3 separate regions of the Anser cygnoides genome follow, and all the other regions are linked to region 1. The links are chromatin contacts, called in public Hi-C maps. All regions are on one chromosome and are shown on one strand. Each heading gives the region's core, a stretch centred on a gene start, on an enhancer-like site or on the middle of the called end of the contact. The rest is flanking DNA. Distances are from core to core; before and after follow the strand shown.

Region 1 (3,274 bases), core at 340-2,839:
AGTGTTTATGGAGTTCTTAGAACAAGAATAGTCATTCTTGCTGTATCATTGATACAGAAGATCCACTTCCACCTGCTTATTCCACTGGTGTGCCCTGGCAGCCAGGAGGGCCAGCCGTATCCTGGGGTGCATCAAGCACAGCATTGCTAGTCGGTCGAGGGAAGGGATTGTTCCGCTCTACTCTGCGCTGGTGCGGCCTCACCTCGAGTACTGTGTGCAGTTCTGGGCACCACAGTACAAAAAGGATGTAAAACTGTTGGAGAGTGTCCAGAGGAGGGCTACTAAGACGGTGAAGGGCCTAGAGGGGAAGACACATGAGGAATGGCTGACGTCACTTGGCCTGTTCAGCCTGGAGAAGAGGCGGCTGAGGGGAGACCTCATCGCAGCCTACAGCTTCTTCACGAGGGGGAGTGGAGGGGCAGGCACTGATCTAATCTCTTTAGTGACGAGCGATAGGGCCCACAGGAACGGTGTAAAGCTGTGACAGGGGAGGTTCAGTCTGGATATCAAAAGGTTCTTCACCAAGAGGGCTGTCGCACACTGGAACAGGCTCCTCAGGGATACAGTCACGGCACCAAGGCTGTCAGAGTTTAAGAAGCGTTTGAACTGTACTCTTAGTCATGTGGTCTGAATTTTTGGGCAGACCTGTGTGGTGCCAGGAGTTGGACTAGATGATCCTTGTGGGTCCCTTCCAACTTGGGATATTCTATGATTCTATTCAAGGGACGTCATTGTCGCTGCTCAGCCCTTCTACACACCCCCTTTCTGTTTTCTGTCATGAAATTGCTTATCATCTCCAAATGCAAAATATTCTGACAGACTTTTAGGTGCTGGCAGTGTTTATGGAGTTCTCAGAATAAGAATAGCCATTCTTGCTGTATTCATTGATCCAAAAGATCCACTTCCACCTACTTATTTGCCCTTGGTTCTCTGTAGTTCATGGAAAGCAAATCTACACACTCCTTTCACTACCTTGTATTTACCGTGTAGAAGAATAAGGGTATCTTTTGCTCCTCATCTGCTCATGACAGCTCCTCCATTTGCTCTTTTCCCTCTTTGAGATGACAAGCTTAAAGTCTTTGGACCTTTGATGCTGCCTCCCTCACTTTGTAGGTGGCTGTTAGCGCGTGGCTTTTGCTGCCCTCTCACTCCTGGGGTATGACAGCCTCTAGAGCAGCCTGGACTCCTGTGAGGGCGTTGAACTGTACTTTTTGCACAGCACTTGTGAACTCCAGCAGCATCCCAAATTCCTGGCCCTGCTCACCTGCCTGGACCCCTCAGGAGCCCAGGCCTGGCAGCACACATTTCCAAGCCCCCACACACCCGCTGGGCCGAGGGCACACGGCCAGCTGGATGCACCCCCGCTTTTCCAGCGACAACCCTCTTTCCTGCCACCTCCCTGACGGCGAGGCGGCTCCCCAAAGGGCTTTCAAATCGACACCTCGGGCTAGCCCTTCTTCCTGACAGACCTGACAGCCGTTTGTGCACCTACAGCTGCACACCCCTCCCTCACAGCGCTCCATGGCCTGTGGCCGCAACCCCTGAACGCCCTCCCGCCTTCTCCCCTCAGGTGGCGACACCGCCATTACACCGCCCCGCCCCCCTTAGAGGAGGGCAGGCAGCGGAGCTGCGCGTGCGCGCCGCGGGGCGGGCGCTGGGCGCAGCCGGGGAGGTCGCAGCGCCATGGTGGCGGCGCCGCGCATGCGTGGAGCGGGCGGCGCTGAGGCGGCCCGCGGGCAGGTGAGGGGCGGCGCGGCCCGGCCCGGCCCGGAGGCGGCGGGGGGCAGCCGCGGGGCTCGGGGGTGCTGGAGGGCCCCGAGGGGCTGCCGCAGGGGGCTGGGGGCGATGGAGGGCCCCAAGGGAGGCTCGTTCGGGCTGGCTGCGCGGGGCCTCGCCGGGCCCGCCGTGAGGCTGTCGCAGCTGCGGAGGGAGGGAGGAAGGGAGAGCCTCCGGGGGGTCCCAGTGCCCGCTTCGCTGTGGGTTGTGCTCGGTTTGTTGTTTTCTGAAGGGAAGAGAAAAAGAGGTGCCAGCCCTTCCCAGACCTTCCCGTGACGGGTCCCGAGGGAGCGGCGTGGAGCTGGGTCAGGGCAGGGTCAGGCTGGGTGCTAGGTAAAGGTTCTGCACCGGGGGGTCGGGCACTGGGACAGGCTCCCAGGGCAGTGGTCACGGCACCGGGCGTGTTCAGAGCATCGGCCAAACGCTTCTTGAACTCCAGACGTAGGGCCTGATGTTTGGGTGGTCCCGTGTGGACCCAGGGGTTGGACTCGATGAGCCTTGTGGTCCCTTCCAGCTCGGGATGCTCAATGACCCTGTGATGTGAGGCTAACAGGTGAGGTGTTCGCATTAAACTCACATCTGGCCCTCGTTCTGTGTCCAGTTCTGATTTTTGGAGATTAACATCCATACATATCGCTTCCTTAAGAGAAATATTTTTGTTTTGGAGAGGGGTAAGCAATAGAAGCGTGGACCAGGACTGAACCCTCATCTTCCATTTAAACTTGTTTGTGCCATGAGCATTCAGCTGAGCTGTTCTGTTAGTGAAAGACACAGTGAAGCAGGATTTATATTTTGTAACTTTTAACCCGGTTAGAATTCAAACTGATTAAGACATATATATTGATATTTATCTTGAAGTGCCAGCATTTTTTCTCTATGATATAATTACATGCTTTTCTTACTGGGTTTCCTGATCAGAATCCCTTGACAAGACTTTATTAGAAGATTCTGTTAAGGATCCCAAAGGAGGGACAGTATCTAGGTTGATTTTATGTAGTTATGTCTGTCCTCTATCTGTTAGCAGGTCAGCAGGTGTGACTGAAGACAGAAAAATGAGGCAGAAGGCTACTGAAGAAGTTCTGTTCTGTTGAGCATTTTTCTGTCTTGCTTGTAGTTTTGTAGGTGGTCACGCTAGCATCTCACCACAGTTATCTAATGTACAGAGTTCATCACTGGAGGTGCCCAGGCTCAAGAACTTAGAGCACAACTCTAACAACCAGCTGTCAGGATTTAAGATGAAATTTGCGTTTCGACGTAGTTTGTTCCACAATGTATCTGCTGCAGCGTCATTTGATGTAACTATCACTGGATGCTGCTGTTAATGGGCTGCCGATCTGACTATTATGTGGTCTCCTGAGTTCCTGTCTTTGTGGTTTAAATATACAGCTCTAACATGAGATACAACTTGAAAGGGTTGCTTCACAGAAACATAATTTATACAGATACTATTAGACAATTTCTGCATTTAATCCTGTTGCTTTTCTGTTAGCCAGTCTCA
Region 2 (3,274 bases), core at 255-2,754, 210 kb before region 1:
CACACTGGGACTTGGCACAGGGAATTGAACCTAAGGTTCCAAATAAGTTCCTGACCTACCACACCTCTGGTTAGCTTGGGAGAAGTGTCTTTTTTGCATATAGTTGAATGCTCACTTTCACCCATAGAAGAAAGCCTCACATTGCAGTCCAAGGTCACTACACCTATTTGGATGTGAGAAATGTATGCTCAAATTTCTATTCCACATGAAGCACTGGTGGGATTTGAATGTTGCTCCTCCAACAAACCAAATACATAGCCTGAGTGTTGGCGCATTTGTTATTCTGGTTCCAGTTAAACCTTTCAAAGGTGTCTGGTTTTGTCTGTTTCAATGCAGAACAGGAAAAAGGGTCTTATGGGAGTAGCCCATTTCCTCCCCACCTCTAGAGAAAATATCAGATAGAAAGGAAAATAAGAATTTTATGATTAAAGAACCTTCTAGTTTTATCTAAAAGCACACTGGAGAAGGTAATGAACTTTAGAATCAGGTACACTTATTTCCAGTTTATGTTACCCAGCTGTTTGGATTTTGGTTTTGATGTGTTTGGTTTTTTGTTTGTTTGTTTGTGTTGGGGTGTTTGTTTGGTTTGTTTTTGTTTGTTTGTTTTCTAGCGTAACTTCAGACTCTAACTTCGCTATGTCTGTTTAGCACTCCTATAGAAGAAGAAAGCTCTATTAACTATAACTAGAGTTTGCCTCTCTTCAGAAAACAAAGCCTTTTTCCTTTCCAGCTAGGTAGAATACTTAATACCTGTTAACTATTCATATTCCTTTCACAAAAATTTGATGTAAAACCATTTCAATCTATGGTCCTTCTCCGAAGGAAACAGCTGAACTTCAGACAGCATCTATTCTTACCATTCTTGCACTAGGCACCCAGGTATCAAGGTGGTTTTTCTGTTCCCTCTCTGGATGAATTAATCTTCAGATGCCACTTCTGCACACAACTCAAAACTCTAGCTTTTGGTCTCACACCCTGCCTCTAAGCTGGGGTGGCACAGAAGCAAGATGTTTGTCCCAACCCTGAAATGCCACAGCCATGCCCTGTCTAAGTCCCTTTCATCAACAGGGTTATTATTAAGAACAAATGAGAAACTCCAAATAAAACTAATCCATTGTAAAGTTCTGATGACCATGTATAGTCTTTGCCTCCTTCCAGCGAGTCCTATCCTTTCAGCCTTCTTGCGTCCTGCTGTCTAGATCTCTACATGCAGGAAGATGTGTGGCTGGTGTATTATTCACCGTGTGACAGATGGGATGAGGGGTGCCATGTGACAACGTGCTGGGTTATGTGACATGGCAAGGTCAGTCAGTTGTGTTATAGCTCAACAGGCCAATGATAAAGGAAGATAAATGCACAAGTTTCACAAGTATTTGCTGACATTTCAGTAGTTGATTGGATTCATGCCTCTTTCCTCTTAGATCTGACCTACATAGGGAAGGTAATCAGTATAACTGCACCTGAACAGGAAAACGTGCAGTCACTGTATTGGCCACTGATGAAGTCATTCTTAGCTGCCCACAAAACAAGGGCTGTTCTGGCACTGTTATGCCAGTCAATCACCCAGACAGACTAAAGGTTATATCAGCTTTGCAATCAAACAACAGAACCTTTGCTGTTATCTTTAGAGATATTCCTGAATAGACCTGCAGCAAAAACAGAATTAGGGGCAAAGGTAGAATTCCTGCTATGAGCAAAGATCTACTGCAACATACGCGTAATGCTTGGCAGTACACTGACCTCATAAGAGTTTCCTGCACAGCAGACAATTTCATTGCACTAGATAAAGACAATTTGTATAATCAGGCTCAAGGCAGTACAGTTGTGAGCTGGAGAAAACTAAACACAGATAAAGGAAACAACACACAAACAAAAACCACCACTTAAAACATGACTTTCAAATCTCTAACTGAAAGTAGCTTCAAAAAAAAATCAAACAAAAGAGGTAGTTTGCATAATCTGTAAAAACAATATTAGTAAGAAAATTTCCATTAAGCCACTCTGCTCTGATGTTCCAGCCTGATATACACCATTTCTCTCATTTAAGTGCAGTAACTGGAACCCATGAGGCTGTTTGTATGAACAAAGGTCAGAGTTTAGCTTACTTTACCATCAAGAGAGCCCTTCAAATCAGCAAAAACCCTCCCCCTCTTCAGTGAACAATACATTAGGCCATTGATTTTCAGTCAGAGAAGAAAGGGCCATAAAGGCATTTTACCAGGTCATATAGGTCCTTCTCCCTCCTCCCAAAAGCAGGATCAACGCTAACTAAACCATTCCTGACTGAAAACTGACGAACAGTGCTTGAAACTTTTCAGTGATATGGACTCCATATTCTGCTGAGACCACTGGTTCCAGTTTTCCCTTGTCCTTGTGGAAAGTTTTTTTCTAATTTCTAACTCTCTCATTACGTTTTAAACTTACATCCCTTCTTGTTCTGTGTATCATGGCAGTGCAGAACGCACCTATTTTCAGTGGCCTTTTCTGTGCCTAAAGACTGCACCCTCTCAGACTTCTCTTCCCGAAAGTTAAACAAAGTCAGCTCCCCCATTTATTCCACATGAAAACCAAGGGTCACATAAATACATTCACAGAAGAGTAAATACAAATAATACCATACCTTACGTAATTATTTTGCTTAGAAAATCTGCAGCTAAGAAGCTGTAGAGGTTTCCTCCCCACCCCTTCATGGAGCACAGCGCTCTGCTAACCTGTCAGGCCCAGGCCACCCCGGACTCCCCCGCACGTCCCTCGCAGCCCTCCAAACCTCGCTTCCTGCCCTGCGGCCCCTCACTTCCTCTCACAGCTGCCACCAGAGTCAAGCCTGGAAGAAAACGTGAATCTCCAGGAATGCCCCACGGTTTTCCTGTGGGTGCAGGGGGAGCCGTGGTCCATCGGAGCACAGCTCGCAGGGGAAGAACCCTCACCAAGTACGCTGCAGGCTGTCTGGTGTCATACAGAGGCTCTGGGTGACTCAGGCCAGCGGAGAACATCAGCTCAAACAAACTTACAGGTGCCTCTGAAACAAGCATTCTGAACACACACACGCAAATAAACAGAATATTTAAAAAAAACACTGAAGGAAATCGAATGTTTTCTGATAACAGCTTTAGAGCCACTTCAACTCCGGGAAATAGCACAAGAGGCTTTTCACCGAACTCTTGCAGGCATATAGAAAAGGGAACCCACTCTGAAAGTTTCAAAAAAGGAACTGAGTGGCACAGAGAAGTTCAAATCACAAAGAGGCCAAGACAGCACAACCCCTGTCCATGTT
Region 3 (3,274 bases), core at 568-3,067, 180 kb before region 1:
CTCAGCTAAACTGCAATAACCTTTAAAATCACACTTGTCATCTGCTAGGGAGCATTTCAATCCTATACCCATAATGCTTATACCTCTCACTTGTTAGAGGTTGATTTCTACTTCAGGTTAATGCTTCTAAAATTTTCAGACAAAACCTTTGTGCCGCCTCTGGTGTTTCCCCTTCTGCTTGGGAAAGACACACAGCACACCTCTGGAGGGTGATCTCACCAGAGATGATCTTCCAAACTCTCTTATCAATGGGCTTTTGCAATAAATTCAACAAGACTCACATCATCCCTGCCTGCTGTGCCGACCAGTGCTGCCAAACTGTGCCCTTGATGGTCACCTGCTTTGTCTCTCCGGTTATTCTCAGACAAACCCTTTCTGAGGGGCGACCTGTCTCTTACACTATTTGTGTATTCTGATCAGTACAAAGGGCGTCCACAGCTAGGACCTGAGCTGATGTAACTAAGTACATAAATAATAATCCAGCCAATGTCATTCTAAAATCTGCAGTTATAAAACCCCACAGATCGTTGTTAGCAAGAAGCACACCGACTACTGCAATGCAGTGCTCTGCTCTGTGGGGTATTCTCAAAGCGATAAGGCAATAAGGTCTTTTTCAAATTGGCAAAGCAATATTTCCAATACCTGCATCTAGAGTTTTACATGGATCACCGTGCAGCGGCATCAGAGCACTTTCTTATTTCTGCTTCGAGTTAGGACCGGATGTGTCATTGAGAGGGAAATTGAGGCACAGAAGCAGTGACCTGTCCCAAAACCCACAGATGTCTCTGGCAAAGCACAGCACTGGACTGCGGCCTCCCATATCCTGCTGTGGGAAGCAAACCTCTGGAAACAATCATTGGTGTCTGCCTAAAGCAGAGGATGTTCTCCAGAGGAAAGATATGCGGCAGCAAGGGCTAGTGACCAGAGAATTTAAACCAAGGCTGTTCTGTGAGAGGAAAGATCAAAGAAAGCATCTGAAGGCCCAGCCCAGTCCACATCAGCCTAATTGGACTGGAATGGGAGAAGAACACTGGCCAGAACCACAGACAAGCATCTCAACAGCCACTGTTGGTTGGCCTATGCTAGAGAAAAATATTTACAAACTTTGGCAATAAAATCAAAGCTGACAGCGGTTATCTGCTTTGGGGTCAAACCTTCCACTGGTTTATGCAGCATGTTTTGTTCTATATATAAAATAACCCTATCATAGCCTCTAATGAGTGGACTAGTTGGAAGGTTTATGTAGAACCTAGGGAAACAAAAACACTAAAAATAACCCATCCCTATGGAAATGGACTAAATGTATGTACCATGTGTGCTTAACCTTTATCAGAAAGCCTCTTGCATTACGATTTTGGTTCTAGCCAAAAAGGAAACATTACAGAGTCCTCAGTATAAGTAATACAAAATAGTAAGTGTTAAGCCAATTTTGGCACCAACATCAGCTGGTGGGATGAATGAATACTTGATTTGAGGCTCCCTTAAGTGCTGACATGTTTACTAGCCACACTGTTACAAATTATATAGGGAAATTGTCAGTAGAGAAGTCCGAATCCATTCAAGACAAAGAGGCTGATACACTCGTTTTGCCCTAAGCTCCTTTAAGACTGCATGTGCTCCGGTCTGACTTTCTCATGGGAAGCTATACAAACCGCGGTGCTAACCCAGAAGGAGGGAGATCTCTCACCAGAAGCCTGGCACCACGCTCCGATATGCCTGGGGGTCTCACAGCCAAAACCTCATCTGCTCTCTTCTCCGTTACCGGGTGCTGATGCGATCCAAGCCCAAGCAGCGCTGGTTTCCCGGAACACCCAGAACCTGCGGTCAGGATGCGGACGTGAGGTCACAGAAGGGCCGAGGGCACCCAAGGGAGACGGGGTTCTCTTAACACCCAGCCAGCCCCTGCCAACACAAAACGTGCTCGTGAGCAGTATAAATCGAGAACGTCAACCTTACAACTAGCACCATTGCTCTTGGAGGCTTGTCAGTTGTAGCCGAGCAGCTGTGCTTCCTGTGCATACCTTAGAGGAAATGGCAGGGTCCTAGGAGGTGGCTGCAAACCCCTCACTGACAGAAGAGAAAAAGCAAATAAACCCTCAGATCACTGCTGCTGGCAAGGAAACGTACCCATGGAGAATGAGTCTGAGAAGGACACAGGTGTGGTGCTTACTTACCAGCTAAGTCATTTCAGAAATAGTCCAAAGTAGCCAAAGGCAGATCAGTAGGATCCGAGGGGGGAAAGGCAGCAGGAAAGCACCACTGCAGAGAAATGGGGTGAGCAGGGACCGAGAGTGCCGATGCCCAAAGTTGACGGCTGCCATCTGGGAGCAGGCTGGTAACAGCCAGTCTGGCACCTTGCTTGGAGAACAAAATGCACCCTAAGCGAGCTGGCCAGTACCAGCTTCCCAGCAATTATGCCCAGCTGCCCTTAATTTCCCTTAATTTCCACAGATGTCAGAGCTCAGCACCATGTGAGATGAGTTCCTATTTCAACCCTCCTTTGCCTAGAAGTATGGGCAAGTTTTGAAGGTAGCAAGATAATTCTGTGAATGTGCTAACTGGAGTTAGGGTCTAGGTTTGTAGCATTTTGGCCTGATTTTCTAGCTTAACTATTCCTATACTGCTCCCTCATGAAGTTTTATACTTGGCTGATTTAGTCACAGCGTGAGGGGAACTGGTTTTTTGCCCTGATAACTTTCAAGGTATAGTTAATTAATTGAAGTAAAGCAAAGAAATACTGAAAAGCAATTGAGATCTTCTTAATATGCACCAAGAGTTACTAATTATGTTAGTGCTAAGCATTTTCTTTATTAATAAATACAAACACTTCATAGAAATACCAGGAATTGTGTTAATAATTCTTCTGTCTTCTTTAATTGCATAGGTGCATATTTCTCAAATTTCAAAGCAAAACTTCTCAGTACCAGTATATGTGGGAATGCTCATCCATGGTACATGCTGGTTTGAGTGTTCATTGATAGTGGGGGACTTTTTTTTTAAATGAATATTACACATTTATTTTTGGTAATTACTGTGCTGCCAATGCTACCAGCAAGTTCTTCTCAAAATTCAAAGCCTTTTTTGTGTTGTCACTTAGTCCCTATAAGTTAATTTCTTATTTTCCTTTATAATACAACTACTTTAAAATAATCAAATCTATGGGACAACTCTCTTTGGTTCTTGTTTCTGTGTATTTAAATAGAGCATAAAACAATTTTTCAAGTGTTACGTAGTAATATTCCTTGATGATTGCTCTAATAGATGAGATCCTTTC

What was found. Hi-C and Micro-C count contacts between places; a contact is called where the count stands out from the background.
Region 2: a Hi-C map of fetal liver shows a contact between it and region 1, with 1.9 times the contacts expected there. The contact joins the enhancer-like site here to the promoter of CIPC in region 1. A contact is called at or near these places in 5 of 7 Hi-C or Micro-C datasets (fetal liver, granulosa cells and liver).
Region 3: a Hi-C map of liver shows a contact between it and region 1, with 4 times the contacts expected there. The contact joins the promoter of ANGEL1 here to the promoter of CIPC in region 1. A contact is called at or near these places in 2 of 7 Hi-C or Micro-C datasets (both in liver).

What each region holds. Positions count from the first base shown.
Region 1 is chr5:43,555,550-43,558,823 of Taihu_goose_T2T_genome, forward strand. It overlaps CIPC (CLOCK interacting pacemaker), which reads left to right and starts at 1,590. Exons shown (of 5, transcript XM_048059782.2): 1 at 1,590-1,740.
Region 2 is chr5:43,342,002-43,345,275 of Taihu_goose_T2T_genome, forward strand. No RefSeq gene overlaps it. Among named protein-coding and RNA genes, the nearest start is that of VASH1, 5.4 kb to the right of the region's middle. Within about 2 kb of position 1,505, at least 1 of the 3 cell types and tissues checked has open chromatin away from gene starts, as enhancers often do. A contact at or near this core is called in fetal liver, where this site is marked.
Region 3 is chr5:43,380,051-43,383,324 of Taihu_goose_T2T_genome, forward strand. It overlaps ANGEL1 (angel homolog 1), which reads right to left and starts at 1,818. Exons shown (of 10, transcript XM_013185586.3): 1 at 1,688-1,818. LRRC74A (leucine rich repeat containing 74A) reads left to right here and starts at 1,957. Exons shown (of 13, transcript XM_048059752.2): 1 at 1,957-2,157. The coding sequence starts at 2,130.